Regions from separate parts of the Rattus norvegicus genome. Here regions 1 and 2 are each linked to region 3. The links are chromatin contacts, called in public Hi-C maps. All regions are on one chromosome and are shown on one strand. The core of a region is the stretch at or near the end of the contact, and the rest is flanking DNA. Distances in the headings are between cores, read along the strand shown.

Region 1 (2,821 bases), core at 10-2,509, 200 kb before region 3:
ATCCAGCCCCATATGCATTCAGGAGTCTCAGGGACTTGAGAGGAGTCTATAGGCCCATGCACTCCCACTTAGGGAGCTCCCTCCTTGGTTAGAATTTTCCACTCTTAGAGAAATTCCCACCTCCAGCAGCCCTACACACACACTCAGCATGCTAATCTGCCAGGTGGGCTGCAGCTTTTGATGTGTGTGGTTCCTTCTCCCATCTCATAGAGGCCACTCACTGTGTGGCATGCTCACAGGAGATACACAAGAATTAGTTCAGAGCCCTTCACAATTTATACCTTTTCATCAGCATGTCTCAAAACAGCAAAGCAGCTGGCAGGAGCATGCCTTTAGGTCCCAAGTCTGTCTGTCTGTCTGTCTGTCTGTCTGTCTGTCTCTCTCTCTCTCTCTCTCTCTCTCTCTCTCTCTCTCTCTGTGTGTGTGTGTGTGTGTGTTATGTGCTTATTTTGTGGTCACTTACCCACTTCCTATCTTGAAGCTTGTGAAGATTAAATGTGTTAACACACATACTTTATAACCTGGAACCCAGCACGCCACACATATTACCTGTGGTTGTTGCTTAAAGCACAATTTGTCAGCCGTGTTTCAGGCAATTAGTTTTTCCAAACTGTAAGTTTCTAGGGCAGCTAAAATGTGACCGGATACACAGAAAACACTTCATTCAAATTTCCAGTCTATGTCCTATCTAGAGTGATGGGAATACACTCTGGATGGCGCCAGAGAGAGAGAGAGCTATTGAAAATACAGAACTTCTTGCAAAATGTCAGTCCATGTCTAAGATTAAGTTTGGGAAAATGTCTTTGCATTTCCAGTCGCAGCTGTTTGCCAGCATGTCCCCAATCACAGTGGGTCAACAGTTGCAACACAGATGAAACTCTGAGCTCCAATAATGATTCTTTGCTTGTATCTACTAAATGAGTAAGAAATAATGGATTTGTGGGGATGCTTAATTATTATCCCATTTGGGGCAGCTTGTGCGGATCTGGCCAGTTTCTGGTATATGTGCTTGACAAAATCAACTAAATGGGGTGGAGGAGCGCGGCTCTGTGAGCGGGTTGAGTCCGGCCCAAGCCCGCCGCCCAGCCCAGCGCCCTGGTCAGACCAGTCGGACGGCTTCGCTCTAGCCTGTCCCGCCCAAACCTCCGATCGCCGCCCTCCCGGAAACCCGGTTCAGCGCTGCGCCTCCCCGCAGCCCTCGCGGCTCCGGCCGGCTCCTGGGCCCGGAGCCAAAGGGGCGCCCGGGCTGCCGGAGCCCAGCGGGACGTGGAGACAGGCACATGCGAAGGGCTCGGCTGCAGTGGCAAGAATTCGATCTGACGTCCTCCTGAAGGTGTCTCCACTGTGGCTGCGCCGTGCACCGGTCAAGACTAGCAGGTGAGCACCTGAGGAGAGCCCACTGGGGCCAGAACGTCCAGGACTAGAGGTCTGAGTAGGGGAGAAGTTGTAGGAGGCTCGATAGCTAGCAGGGACCCCAAGAATAAGGCCTAACTGACGAGATAAAGTTTAGTTGAGCCCCACTGATCAATCCTGGTATGGGGTTTCTTCGACTGCTGGAGCCCTCGGTAAAGCAGGAGCCTTTAAAGATGTTCTCTGGTGACTGTGATGACGTCTGAGGTGCTCCTCCCAGATGACACATGTTTACTGGGAGCTTAAGGGCTGGCCCCAGGAAGGTGCTGATATCTTGGAGAACCGCAGCTCTTTCCCACATGGTTGGCACTGGCCCTTCTCCTGAGCTCTTCTGGTTATGTCTGTCCAGAAAACAGCAGACATTCTTGGGAAGGTAAACATAATCCATTCAGGTGATAAGTCACCTTTCTTTCTGGTTCCTTTCGAGACTTAGGATTCAGCCTTACTTGTCCTTTCAGTAGAATGACAATGGAACCGGGGTGCGAATTATGCTGGGTTTTTCCAGGGTATAGGCCGGCTTTTGTTCCCCTAATATATGTGTCCACCAGTCCTCAGTTCACAACCTGTATGTCTAGGTCGTGAGGCCAGCATCAAATTCAAGTGCTGAATATCTCCATTCTCACTTGCCTGCAAACCTCATTAGCCCAGCCCCTTCCCCAAGCCCTAAGGTGATTGGATGTAATTAACATCTAATTGGATTTCTATGGTTCCTCTGCGGAGAAACACCTCAAGGTCAAGGTTAGTGAACAGGAAGTGAGTATTGTCTTCCCAGCATAGCCTTTTCTGTTCCTGTAGGGTCGTGGGAAGATTCCTTCCTTCCTTTATTCAATGGATACTCACTAAGCAGCAGCAGCTGCTGCCGCATACTTAGGCATTATGAACTCTCTTGCCTTATCTCGGGATGAGGAGAGATGTGACAGGAAAATGAGAGAAACTGTCCCTTGGCTAGAGAGGATGCAGCAGACATCCTAAGTAAGGTGGGGAAGTGCTACCATCTTCAAGGCCTACAAGTCTCCACAGAACAGTGATGGGGAGTTACAAACTTACTTCTAAGGCCTTAGAGCACTGCATGAATGAGGTGGGGAGGAGCCCTCAGAGAGCACTGAATGAATGAGTATGTCTAGGTCACCCTCCCTGAAGTCCCAAGAACATTTCTTTTGGTGTTGTTTAGATCTAAGATAGGGCTATGTCTTCCTAGGAGACATGGCCTGTTGTCCATTTGCTCACTCATTTAACAAATATTTGCCCAGCTTTCTGTACTTCCCAGGTTTAAAACCCATTAGTAAACAAGGCAGCTCTTTTCTTTGTAGATGCTATTTTCATCTGTGAAAATAAATGAACTGTTTGTTTATGAGAGTCCTGTTATGTGCTATGTTACACAGGCTAGCCTTGAACTCTTGGTCCTGCCTCA
Region 2 (2,700 bases), core at 171-2,670, 150 kb before region 3:
TGGGCGGTGCGCTTGGCCTTGTTGTAGAGCTGTAATAATATGGGGAACCTGGACACATTAAAACAACAACAGCATTGCTGGTCAGAGGGAAAGCTGTACCATAGCATTCCTCTACATCTGCTGACCTTTAAGACAGCAAGTGTTAATCATTTATCCCCCCCGCCTATCTGATCATCAAAGATTAACTCCTCTCTAGCCTTTCCTCCTCCTCTGGCCTCACCTTTGAGTTTCTAGCCAGAAAAATGATGGCTTCTTTCTCCTACTTCTCATGACTGCTTTGACCTTTAACACTCTCACTTTAGGCAACAGAGAACAGCTACACCCAGAACCTCCAAAACTGAGCGCAATGAGTGACTCAGGTGCTCTCTGGCCTCGCCTAAATAATGGCAGGTCAGATCACGCTCTTCCAAACACACAAAAGAATTGTACTCCTGGTGGGCCAGAAGGGTTCTGGACTTGAGGGACTCCCAGCAAGCTCCACACGAAGGTCCTCTTAGTACCATCAGCACCACTGTCTTTGCCCTTTCTGGCTAAATGTGGACTTGAACACATCTGTCTTGGAATTGAACGTGTCTGGCTAACAGCATGGGTAAGTCCCCTGCAGGTCATTTCTGGGACTGTAAGATATGAGAAGGAGGGAAGGGGTTTTAGGAAATGGATGTCTGTAAAACTGGACATCTTTGAGACCACTCCACTCCTTCTCTCTGGTTCAGACTTGCTCTGACAAGGGGCCACCACTTGACAAGGGTCTAATGGGGCCACCACTCAGGAAGGCTCTAAAAGAATTCCATTGTGCTCTTATTTTCCTCAAAATCTTCCTCAGACAGTTGAGGGACCCAGGGGTGAAAAGGTAGCCTCAAAACTCACTGAAACTCACTTTTCAGATATAAACCCTGAATATTATTCATTTCTCAAGTCAAATATAAGGAAATGGGTGGAAGAAAGCCTTTGTGGTGACTCATGACTGTCTTCAACCTGTTTAGATAACCAATGAGCAAGATGTCACCTTGGCCTCAGTTCCCAGGAAGGAGAGTAGCTAGCAGTCTGCTCCTGAACGGTGCCTCCTGGCCTTGGCTTGAATGTAGCTTAGCCTTTCTCAACCCTTGACCTTCAAGGCCTGATTCCCAAATTTTACACAAAATGAAATTTGAACAGACATGCTGTGGGAAGGACATTTATAAAAGAGGTAGAAGGTTCGACCTTCTGTTCTCCCCCCTAAACCTACCAGCTACTGTGATCTGCTGCTGATTTCTTCTGTGACGACTGCCATCTCTCTAGACGTACCTTCCAACCTGGGGCCTCCCAGCTCTTTTGGCCTGGCTTCGTTCCCCTCCCCCAACCCTCCCCTGGACAAACCCAGGAACTTACTCAGCAGGCTGGAGTTGGGGAAGCGCCAGGCCTCACTGTAGGAGGCGTACGGGGTGTGGCTGTAGGCATTGCCAGAATACTCACTTCCTGTTGGAGCACACAGGCAAGAGAACTGTGAGGTTCATGACAACTGTACAGGGATTGGGACAGGGACACAGATCTGTGGGACTGACAAGACCGAGTCCAAGAATGAGTGGCACTGGACAGTGAAGCTCAGGAGGCCCCACAGTATGGGTCACTTTGAGCAGCTCCTTCGTACACTGCAGTCCCCAAGAGCCCCCCCCTCCCCAGAGGCAGACATCATAATCTCCATTTTCCAGGTAAAGTGAGGCTCCAGAAACTCACACAAGTTGAAATCTGAGGTAGTGTGGAAACTGCCAAAACTATAGACATTGAGCCAGATTCCAATCGCACTGTGTCGGCTGCTTGTACTTTCTACAGATGAAACTTTCCAGAGGAGCCCATGACAGGGAGAGGGGCTGGTGGTGAAGGAGGGGGCCAACCCTCAGGAAAGCTGAGCTCTTGCTTTAGGCAGACTCAGCCCATGAATTCATATGATGTATGCTGGGCTCCTTTCTCTGTGAGCTAATCTTTGGCTTTCCCAAAAGAACCAAAGACTTTACTGAAGAATTCCCTTCCACAACAGCAAACGGGTGAGCTGACTACTCCACCTATCATTTGGTTTGAAGCTTACAAAGCTCTGCCTTTTCCGTCTCTCCCAACCAGCCCCGTGACTGAGGAAGAAGCTCATCTGCGCGTGCACTGCAGACCGGCGATGGAGCATGAACTTGATGTTAGAACTCTTGATCCTAAATGTCAGGTGATTCCTTCGAGCATTTGCCAGATGACTTCACTTACAAACCCAGTCAGATTCTAGTCAACTTTATATTCAAAAATGTTTAGTCTCTCAGAACTCATCTGTGATTGTGAGCTAAATGCCCTGGCTTTTTACGTGACTTCTTATCTCCCTCCTTCAGACTCTGGATGAAGATTTAAAACTCCTCAGCTCTGGACTTGGCTCTCTCTCTCTCTCTCTCTCTCTCTCTCTCTCTCTCTCTCTCTCATGCGTGTGTGTGTGTGTGTGTGTGTGTGTGTGTGTGTGTCTTTCTCCCATGCCTTACTTCCTTTGCCTATTATACAGGGCAAACTCTTGTCTGTATCTCATGGGATTTTGGTGAACATTAAATGAGATAGGGAATAGTAAATGCTTAGAATCATGCTCTTGATAAAAGCAGTATCAATAAATGTTGGTTTCTTTTTATTCCTGAAACAGGTACAAAAAAAAAAAAAAGTTCAGTGGATGCTCAGCTCAGCCACACAAACTTAGAGCCT
Region 3 (2,828 bases), core at 155-2,654:
TCTCCTCGTGATCTACAGATAGGCCATGTGGTGGGTTAGCTCTCTCTAGCAGGATGTAGAGATGCCGAAGGCTGGGGCCTGACGCGTCAGCAAAGAGGCAAAGTCACAGACTGGGAATAAGATTAGGACGTGCAGACTGGAGAAGCTTTGGAATACAGCTGTGACATGAGTAGAGCCCTGCCTGGCTGCTGGACCACACAGCGCATGGATGAAGAGGCATTCGACGTGACTGAGAGTTTGCTACAGACCGCGTGGACCCTTGAGAGGCAAGGACTGCAAGATGCCAGGGAGGTCAGTGAAGTGGGTTACAACACCAAGATCCACACTGGACCAGATCCAAGCCCAGGGTACTGGCCTGAGAAGCCCAGGAGAGCCAGGGAGCTGAGTAAAGACAGAGGGACGGACAGAGGGACAGCTGGGAGTCATCAGGTCACTGCAGGGAAGATGGACAAAAAAAGGATCTTTTTTGGAGTAAGGTTGCTAGACAGAACCACCCCAAGACGGAAGCCAGTCACTAGTGACAATGTTTATTGAACTCAGGCCCTGTGCTACCTGCCTGGCATAAAATCTCCTTCCTTATTCCTTGTCATGATTTTTTCCGGCACTTAGTGCCACCTGAAATCCTTTCATAACCTTGTTTTATTTATTCCTGCTTTGTTTAGTCCACTTTACCACCCTCTGAAGAACAAGCACAGAAACTCTGTAACAGGCAACTCTGTTGCCAGGGGCCCATGACCAACAAAGAACTAAGTTGGGCTTAGAGCTCAGAACCTCCCAGGCAAAAGCTCTTACTCCTAAGAGGTCCTTGTGGGTGTTCAAAGAAGCTGGAGGCTATCAGAGAACTGTAAGGTCGGACTGCAAGGGAGCCACTCCACTCTCAGAGGCAGTGCAGGAGCCAGGGGAAGAAGAGGCTGTCAGTGCTTTAAGAATGCACTAGGCATGGGCTGGGGATTTAGCTCAGTGGTAGAGCGCTTACCTAGGAAGCGCAAGGCCCTGGGTTCGGTCCCCAGCTCCGAAAAAAAGAACCAAAAAAAAAAAAAAAAAAAAAAGAATGCACTAGGCAGACAGTTCTTCGTCTCCAGGGGAAGCATCATGGAACCTGTGCTTAGAACCACACCACTGAGTGATATCAAGATTTTCCTGGAGTGTTAGGTTTATGGGTAAGTGGACAAGAATGTGTCCTACGGTTGAAATGGCTGCCAGACAGTGTCCCTAAAGCTCCATGCAGCTGGTGGTGACTTCTGTTTCTTTATGCAGGAGCACCTGTGGGGAACCAGCCACGCTAACCTGTAGGTGCCATGATGTAAGCTCACAGTGGCATTGCAGCACTCACCAAAGCATGCCGAGTGCCACAGCTCATGATTTTCCTCAGGTCCTAGCACTAGTGTCAGATCTTGACCTTTGGCCCTTGAGTAAGTTGGTCAATAAAGACTGCTGCCGGGCAGGTTTCACCAGAGGGAGAACAACAGCCATAGGACAGTGGTACTCAACCTGTGGGTCACAACCCTTTTGGGTGTCAAATGACCCTTTCGGAAGGGTTACACATCAGATCTGCACACCAGATAGTTATACCACCATTCATAACAGTAGAAAAGTTACAGTTGTGAAGAAACAATGAGATAATTTTACGGTTGGTGTCGCCACATGAGGAACATTAGGAAGGTTGAGAAGCCCTGCCAGAGGGGAGCCCCTCCCACCCTGCACAGGTGGGCTTGTTCTCTTGTCCAGGCCCTCTTGAGACAGCCTTCAGATGAGATTGCACCTTTCCTGCCTTGGCTGCAGGAGCCCTCCGTCTTAGGGCTTCTTCTGGGAGACACCTTGTAGCGTTTTTCATAAGTTAAATGGTCTAAGCTGTAGATAAACATTGGAGGCCAGGAGGAGTGGTCTGGCAATCTCAGAAAGTGAAGGAAAGGAACATGAACACTCACTTAGCCCACAGTCATGTGCCCAAAGAGATGCTCACCGTGCAGAATGTTACCAAGCATCTTCTATGACGTGCATCGTGTAACCCTCACAGCCCTCCCAAGACAGAGTCAGCAGCTCTCTTCAGTTGTAAGTGAAGGAATCACTTGGGAAATGTGTCCGTTTTCTCGAACTATGCATTCGGGCTGACATTTGGACTCCGCATTTAGGCCAGGCCTGAACTCTTTAGCCCATGTCGCCACGGCCTGGGAAGCAGGCCCATCCTGATCGTCAGTGGCCACTGGACTTCTGTTCGTCTTTGCCCCTTGTGTCCTGCCTTCCGTGTGGATGACTAGATTCTCCTCTCACTAAGACTCCTCTGCTACACATACATGCAGAGCCGTCTCTCCCTGGCACTGACTAACTTTTTCTAGGACACATCTTTCACGTGCCTACTGACGCCCAGAAGACCATATCCTACATGGCTGATACCTGGCTCTTTGAATATCAGATAGCAAGTGGGGGGTCAAGACTGTTCCTGAGGATGGAATGAGCTCAATTTGAACAGTTTCCCAGGGCCTGGGGGAGGCTTGGGAAATGCTGGTGGCTGGTCTGGTATCTTGGGAATGTGCTCAAAGGACCAGGGGATGTTTTTCCAACTTCTCTGTCCCCTCCCCATTGCTGGGCTGGTATTCTGGACACCCTGCCATTATTGGCAGACACAGAGGGGACAGTCACAGCCATTATTTTCTGTGTTCTTAGTGAAAATTTCGTTATGCAAAGCTCTGTCTTCACTGTCACTGCTTTAACCTTTTCAATTCTTCTAGAGAACTATTTTAACTGAGGAAAATGACATCCAGAGAATGAAGAAACACCCCCAGGAAATAACAAAGCCAGGGTCGAGATTCTTACTGTTACTCTCCTGC

Evidence for each region. A called contact is a pair of places that touch in the nucleus more often than the background predicts.
Region 1: a Hi-C map of hepatocytes shows a contact between it and region 3, with 2.1 times the contacts expected there. The contact joins the promoter of Psd4 here to the enhancer-like site in region 3. A contact is called at or near these places in 7 of 12 Hi-C or Micro-C datasets (the A7r5 cell line, the Rat2 cell line, Schwann cells and 4 more).
Region 2: a contact with region 3 is called in a Hi-C map of liver, with 4 times the contacts expected there. The contact joins two enhancer-like sites. A contact is called at or near these places in 12 of 12 Hi-C or Micro-C datasets (the A7r5 cell line, the Rat2 cell line, Schwann cells and 7 more) and 1 of 1 datasets of contacts at active chromatin or transcription factors (oligodendrocytes).

The regions. Positions count from the first base shown.
Region 1 is chr3:27,534,181-27,537,001 of GRCr8, forward strand. Psd4 (pleckstrin and Sec7 domain containing 4) reads left to right here and starts at 1,260. Exons shown (of 19, transcript NM_001134881.1): 1 at 1,260-1,377; 2 at 1,916-2,148.
Region 2 is chr3:27,584,976-27,587,675 of GRCr8, forward strand. It overlaps Pax8 (paired box 8), which reads right to left. Exons shown (of 12, transcript NM_031141.2): 11 at 1,369-1,455; 12 at 1-48. Among named protein-coding and RNA genes, the nearest start is that of Psd4, 51 kb to the left of the region's middle. Within about 2 kb of position 1,421, at least 13 of the 93 cell types and tissues checked have an H3K27ac peak or open chromatin away from gene starts, as enhancers often do. A contact at or near this core is called in liver, where this site is marked.
Region 3 is chr3:27,732,452-27,735,279 of GRCr8, forward strand. No RefSeq gene overlaps it. Among named protein-coding and RNA genes, the nearest start is that of Pax8, 93 kb to the left of the region's middle. Within about 2 kb of position 1,405, at least 8 of the 93 cell types and tissues checked have an H3K27ac peak or open chromatin away from gene starts, as enhancers often do. A contact at or near this core is called in hepatocytes and liver, where this site is marked.